Regions from separate parts of the Sus scrofa genome. Here region 2 is linked to region 1. Evidence: chromatin contacts called from public HiChIP or PLAC-seq data. All regions are on one chromosome and are shown on one strand. The core of a region is the stretch at or near the end of the contact, and the rest is flanking DNA. Distances in the headings are between cores, read along the strand shown.

Evidence for each region. HiChIP or PLAC-seq counts read pairs in DNA pulled down with a chosen protein or histone mark.
Region 2: a contact with region 1 is called in an H3K27ac HiChIP or PLAC-seq map of alveolar macrophages. The contact joins the promoter of B4GALT4 here to the promoter of TMEM39A in region 1. A contact is called at or near these places in 2 of 47 Hi-C or Micro-C datasets (embryonic fibroblasts and heart right ventricle) and 2 of 2 datasets of contacts at active chromatin or transcription factors (alveolar macrophages and skeletal muscle).

Annotation. Positions count from the first base shown.
Region 1 is chr13:140,795,502-140,799,027 of Sscrofa11.1, forward strand. It overlaps TMEM39A (transmembrane protein 39A), which reads left to right and starts at 1,597. Exons shown (of 9, transcript XM_003132656.6): 1 at 1,597-1,993; 2 at 3,154-3,340. The coding sequence starts at 3,228.
Region 2 is chr13:140,967,828-140,971,353 of Sscrofa11.1, forward strand. B4GALT4 (a long non-coding RNA gene) reads left to right here and starts at 1,734. Exons shown (of 7, transcript XR_001300547.2): 1 at 1,734-1,835.

The sequences.
Region 1 (3,526 bases), core at 347-2,846:
GGTTTTTTCTGGAATGTCATTTCCTCAGACAGATTCCCTTCAAAATAGCACCTTTATTTTTCACCTTATCCCTTTATCTCCTTCATAATACTTACAACCTGTAATTATTTCATTGATATTAAATACATGTTTCTTTCATTAGAATATAAACCCCAGGAGGACAGGGACATATCTGCTGTCTTACTCATTAATACAATGCCTGGTACACAGTAGGCACTAAATAAATAATTGCTCAATGAAAGATGAATGCTGGTGAACCAAGAGAAAATCAACAGAGTTTCAATGTAGCAAGCTAGCAAGGAATTAACAGAGCAAATATGAAAAGAAATGTACCATAAGCCTACAGGTGAATACAATGAAAATATATGGTGATCTATGTTGCATGAATTAAAGTATAAGAATGCTTGGGGCATAGTTCCTGTAGTCGTGGCACAGCAGAAAGGAATCCAACTAGGAACCAAGAGGTCTGGAGTTGCCATGAGCTGTGGTGTAGGTTGCAGAGAAGGCTCCGATTTCTAGTTGCTATGGCTGTGGCGTAGACCTGCAGCTCTAGCTCTGATTGGGCCCCTAGCCTGGGAACCTCCATATGTCAGGGATGTGGCCTTAAAAAAAAAAAAAAAAAAAAAAAATACACGGGGGAAAAAGAATATTTAGAAATATCACTAGCTTTAGTTTTGATATTGGTTATTCTGGCTCTAAAATTTGGTTCTGTCATTGATTAGCTGGGTTATATTAACTGGGTATCAGCAAATTATTTTTTCTTACTTTTAGTTTTCTCTATAAAATAATACCAAAACGTTAAGAGATTTAAATGAAATATGTAAAGCTACCAGTCTAGTGTCTGGCACCAAACAAATCTCTCAGTGAAGGTTAACTAATCATATACTGGACATAAAGGGCTTTCCCTATGTGCTTAAAATCTGCAGAGCAAGATTCAAGTGCTCCTCTTGACACTCTTACTCTTCTTCTAACATCAGATTACTGACAGTTTCTGAATTCCGCATGATGTCCCTCACTTTCTTACCTTTTTAATCTGCCACTTCCTTTACTAAATTATTCTCCCATAAACTGCCTATTCATTCTTGCAGTCTTGGCTTTAAACCCCAAGCTCTGTGAAGATTTTCTTGGTATTGGGAGCACTATATTCCAGAGATTATTACCCTGTCTTGCATGCCATCTCTGAACCTTGGGTGTACTTTTAAAGTTGCATTTATTATGATAAATTTTAACTACTGTGTTTTCCTGGTGTCTTGTTTTTTCCACTAGACTGTGAACTCTTTGTGATCTTCACTTTTGTAACTCCAGCATCTAGCCCTTTTTTTAACATAAAATACGCGCACGGTTGGTTGCTGAAGCACGACTTGGCGTCTTCGGCTCCTTTACTTTAGCAGTTAAGTCTCCCAACATCCCCCAGTAAAACGGGGGCAATAAACTTGAACACGGTTGTTACTCGGAGACTGAGATAACAGGAAGGACCCCTAGCTTCCGAGGGCTTGGTGACAGGTCTGGGAAGGAAATACGTGGGCCAGCACAGGCGAGCAAGGCGGGGCCGCGAGCCCAGCAGAAAAGGCGAGTCTCACTGCGCAGGTGCACGCCCGGGGAGGTGGAGAGCTCGCTCCCCTGGCTCCGGTGCAGTTCCGGGGGCCAACTCGCTGCTGGGGCGGCTGTCCGTCGCGAAGCTGACGTCATCGCTGTGCGCTGCCACGTCTGCTCAGCTCCGCGGTAATGGAGGCTGAGGATGGTTGCTGACGGGGCCGGGCTCTACTTCTAGCTTTAGCTCTGGCTCTGACTCTGGCATTGACTCGGAGTCTGGGTCTGGCAGCCCGAAGCCTGGACACCCTTCTTCGACTCTCCTGGAGCGGACGGTCTGCAAACAAGCAGCTGGTTTGGAGTTCCTCAACGTGGGCAGGGTGTTCTCTTGCTTGGGGTCTAGCCTGCAAAGCAGCCGCCTCTTCCCAGGGATCCCGCCCCACTGGCCGGGCCTTCTCCATGCGTGAGTATTACCGAGCTGCCGCGCTGTCCGATTGTCCTGGGCCTGCTTCGGCCCTCCGGGTTGCGCAGCGGGGACCGCTTTGTGGCCCCCTGTTAAGGGCCAGTCTGTTGAAGTTTGTGGTCTCTTGCCGCCCCCCGCCCCCACCTGATCCTCTTGCCTCTCTTCTGTCCCAATTTTTTGTCCCTCACTTTTATTTCCTTTGCACGTTAATTGAGCAAAGACCAGCAGCCCCTCCATCCAACGGTTTGAAAACTTTGTCGCACCTGGCGTTTGTTAGTCTGCAGCCGAAAGCTGTTTGGAAGAAGAAACATAGGATTCTACTGTAACGTTTTGAAAACAAGGGATTTTCCACGATGTCCTTCTTCAGTTTTTAAATTGTATTGTTTAGGAAACAGTTTTGGTATCTATATTTGCTATAGATAGTTGCAAGCACAGTTTCTTTTCAGTTAGGGTCTTTATGTATTACTGATCTTTTAATCCTACAGTTTCAGTAATTTTTAGATGATTTACATCAGTTTTCTGGAGTGGGCATCTTCTTGAACTTTTTTCAGTATTTTCATTCTAACATATGGAGATACCACTTGAACAGCTTTACATTTAAAGACTTAAAAGACCTTCTGAAGTATTTTCACCCATCTTTGTCAGTCCTGATAGCAACCTCTGTAGGACAAGGAACGCCTTTTTTTTTCCTAATGAGGAAACTCAGGGGTTAAATACCTCAAAGACTGATAATATGTGACAGCTGATCTCAGAATCCAGATCCCCTTGGTAACAAAACCTTACATTTTGGACAGTGCTGATTCTTCTGTATTTCACAAGGCCTACTGCAAAATAGTGCATATGAATTGGAAATGTATATGTGTGGTGTTTTTTGTAAACTTCTACTTGGTTGTAATATCTTCCGTGTGAAACAAGTCAAATTACAGAAGATACAAATTGTGACTTCCCTAATGCTGAACAGAGCTTAGGTTAGAACTTAGGCTCTGAGCCATTGGAATCTGAGTAGTTCTTTCATTAGAATAAGTTGGTAATAGACATTAGTAGCATTTGTTTGACAATCTGGTTTTACAAGATTTGCTTACTCAGTTTTTCTGGTTGTTTTGTTACATTGCCTACTTAAACAATAGTAAACTGATATTTAAATGTCTCTTTTTGTTCAGTGTTGAAACAGGCTGACAACCATTAACCTGGGTTGCAACTACAGGTGGCACTGGAAGCAGACTGGTTCCCGGACATGCCCGGTGGAAGGAGGGGCCCTAGTCGGCAGCAGCTAAGCCGTTCAGCTTTACCTTCTTTACAGACTTTGGTTGGTGGGGGCTGTGGCAATGGAACAGGCCTAAGAAACAGGTAAAGAGGAATTAAGACTATGCATAATTTGTAGTATCCTATGATCAGTAAGGCTAACATGGAAGTCATCATGTTCAGATATTTGCTTATCAAGATTATTTTTCGACACAAGTATAAATCTTGACCTTGAAGACTGAAAGCTGAGTATTTCAGAATACTTTGGAGGTAGGAAGTTGAACAGGTCAT
Region 2 (3,526 bases), core at 484-2,983, 170 kb after region 1:
GGCCTAGCTTCATTTCCACTCCCCTTCATGTGTCAAAGCGGTCACAGGCCAGCCCAGAACTAAAGGAACGGGAAAATATTCTTATTTCTCCGTGAGAGGACTGTCAAATATTTTGAAGCTATTTTTAATCTAACACATTGTACCTACCTATTCCCAATTGTCTCAAGAATATACTTTGTGGCAATTTTTTTTTTCCCATTCCAGAAATTTAAATGTCAAATCTCTTCAGTCTCCTTTAATCTGAAACATTCCTCATCTTTCCTTGTTTCTTTCATGACATTGACATTGACATTTTTGAAGTGTACAGACCAGTTGTTTTGTAGAATATCCCTTAATTTGGGCTTGTCTGTTTCCTCATGGTTAAATTCCAATTATGCATTTTGGCAGGAATGCAGTAACAGTGATATCAGTTTGGTGAAATTAACTTTGAGTACTTGGTTAAGGTGGTATCTGCCAGATTTCTCCAATGGATAATATATCCTCTTTGTAACTGGTAAATAACCCCTAGGGAAATCTTTTTTTTTTTTTCCCCCTTAATAATTTTCAAAAAGAGCTCTCCTGTATTCTGCAGCAGACAATTCCAGTGTCTGATGTCTTTGGGAGTATAAATCTCTTGGTCTTAATTCTGCCCACTGTCTTTTCTTTCTTTTTTTTTTTTTTTTGTCTTTTTAGGGCTGCATCTGCTGGCATAAGGAAGTTCAAAGGCTAGGGGTCAAATCAGACTGTAGCAGCTGGCCTATGATCTACACCACAGCTTTGGCAATGCTGGATCCTTAACCCAGTGAGGGAGGCCAGGGACCCAACCTGCATCCTCATGGTTACTAGTCAGATTTGTTTTCACTGAGCCACAAAAAGAAGTCCCTGCCCACTGTCATTATGTGTGGCCCCTGGAGCTTGGTGATTTTTTTTAAAGATTGTGCATTTGTATTTGTTTGGATTCTGTGGGACTAAATGGAAGATGCACCCTATAAAGTATGTTTCCACTGCTCGGACCTCAGGAGACTGGGAAACTCAGTAGTGCTCTTTCACAGTCTTGGCTGGATGCTGAAGGGGCAGGTTTGGCTCTCCTGTTTGGGTGCCAGATCACAGTGCCAGCAGAGATCTTCCGTGTGCCCTCAGCAAACCCCAGGTCTCCTGCTTAGAGCTCAATGACCCCAGGGTTGGTTCCATTTGCAGTGGGGTGCTTCTTGGAAAATCTCCTATTTCTTAGAGAATCTAGTCTGCTCTCCTGCCAGCCTAAGCAGAACTTTCCATGATTTTTCACTCAAATCATCAGTATAAATATGATTCTGTCTTGGCTTTTTGTATTAATATCTGAAGAAATTTGGTTTTCTCACAACTCAATATTCTCAGTAGTTCTGTGAAATGGGGAAGTCAGTTAATTTGGCACATTGTGCAGTTGAGAAAGCTGAAACCTTTCGTCAGGGTGATGTAAGGTAAATTTATTAACTTCTAAAGCCTCAGTTTCCTACTCCGTAAAATGGGAAGGTTCATCTCTCCTTCTCAAAGTTTTGTGAGCATTTACGAGAATGGGATTTGGGAAGCGTGCAGACCCTAGGGCAGTATTGGCATAAGGTTTTATTACGATCACTCAAAAGATAAGCTGGCGTTTTCCCTCCTGGTGCTTCTTCTGTTGGCCGGGGACGGTTACTGGGTCGATCGGACTCGGCTTGCATAGGACCGCGCAGACGGCCCCGGGGCCCGGCCTCAGCTACTTCGGGGGAGGCGGAGCCAGCCCGCAGGAGCCGCCTCCCGGGAGGCGGGGCGGTCCCGGCTGCTGCAGCTTTTGCCTCCTCCCCTGGCTCCGGGTGGTGCTCTTCGCGGCCGCGTCAGGGGTGAGTACGCTGGGCCTCCGCTCCGCCTGCGCCCGGGACAAGCAATTCCGTGGGGAGGGCGGCGGCTGGCGCTCTATGGGCATCACCGGGTGGCGAGCGGGATCGGTCCCAGGGCCTGGGACGGCCCTCCTGCCTTCCTCCGGGCGGTGGGGCCGGGCAGGGGGCCTGCAGAGGCCGAGCCCTGAGGGAGGCACGGGCTCAGGTGCCGGGGCCACCGCGGCGCTCCCTCTGCTGCCGGAGGGATGGTAGGTGAGATGCTGCCAGGTAGGCCCTCAGGGGTCGTTCCCCCCGCCCCGAGAGCCCACCTCAAGGTTCTGGGGTCGCCACTAGCACTTCTCTCCCCTCCGGGCGCATCAGTGTGAAGAAGCTGCTTCCTCCCTGGAGCCCTATTTCACCAAGGTTTCTACTAGGAAACCCATCTGCTGATACCGACGAGGGGCCTGCAGGGGCCGAAGAGCTGGGGAGGTCGACTGGATTTTAAAGTACCTTGGATACCTGCCCTTAGTCTGGCTCTGCGTCCATCTATGTCGGTCGTATCGGTTGCTGTTCGGTCTTCCATTAGATAAGAGCCAACTCTCGGTTTGAGGGGGGAAAAAAAAGAAGTCTATGAGGACTGAGACTGAGAAAAGGCCTTTGGGTTGGTACCCTTGGGAGAGCACTTCTCAACGGGGTGGGCGTGTGCTGGATTGCAAAGTGTTCGAGAGTGGGTGAGGGTTGAGGACCTGGAGGCGGCCAGGGCACAGGGAGACCTTTCCTGTCCTTTGGTGGTGAAAGGGAGGAGGAAGAAAACAGCAATTTGAAGGTTGAGGGACTTTTTGCTTTTTTTATTTTTTAATTTCTAAATTTCTTTTAAGAAAGGCGAATCACATTGAGGATGCAAGAAAGTGAAGGAATCTTGGATAGTGATGAATAACATTCAGGGTCCAGACTGAGAAAGTGGGCTTAAAAAGGGGCTGAGGGCTCTTCTAGGCACCTGGGCTGAGCTGGTGGGCCAGAGGGCTGGAATGCGTTTCTCTGGCCAGAGATAACGCTAAATGCGACCACAGTTTATCGTTTTGGAATTTTATCTTCTAGAGCAGGGTTGGCTTTTCAACCACATGCAATTGCAAAATTTTAATGTGCCTGTTTGTGTTGTAGGGGAGAAAACCTTTTCCTTTTTTCCTCTCCTAGGTCCTTTAGCTGGTCTAATAATGGAATTGATGTGAAACATAAACAGGAGAAAAATTTAATTTCATACCGGTGGGATTCCATAACAGTATGAGGCTCAAAGAAGTAACCAAAGCAGACAGCTTTCATATGGTTCAGACAAAGAAAAAATAAATTTGTGAAGAATTGAAAAGGCAGAAGTTAGGGCTTGGGGTAGCGAACTGATGAGGAAGTAATAAGGTTTGTTATATAGCATTCTCCACCTTGAATTCCCAGCTCTAGTAATAAGAGATGCCTTATCCTGGTGCCTTCCTGGTATAGAGAGGGTGCCTTTCACCTGGAAGATTTATTTCCTGCTTTCAAGAAGAACAAAAGAGGGTGAAAGTGATCTTGCACTGACTGTTAAAGTAACTTTAATTCAAAATAATCAGTATGCCCAAGTGGCATATGTTGGCATGGCATATTTTGCCTACCTTCATTGTTTTTTAGAGGAAGATCCTTGTTTTGGTAAGATTTCGACAGCCCCCCCCCCCCCAACCGTGGCA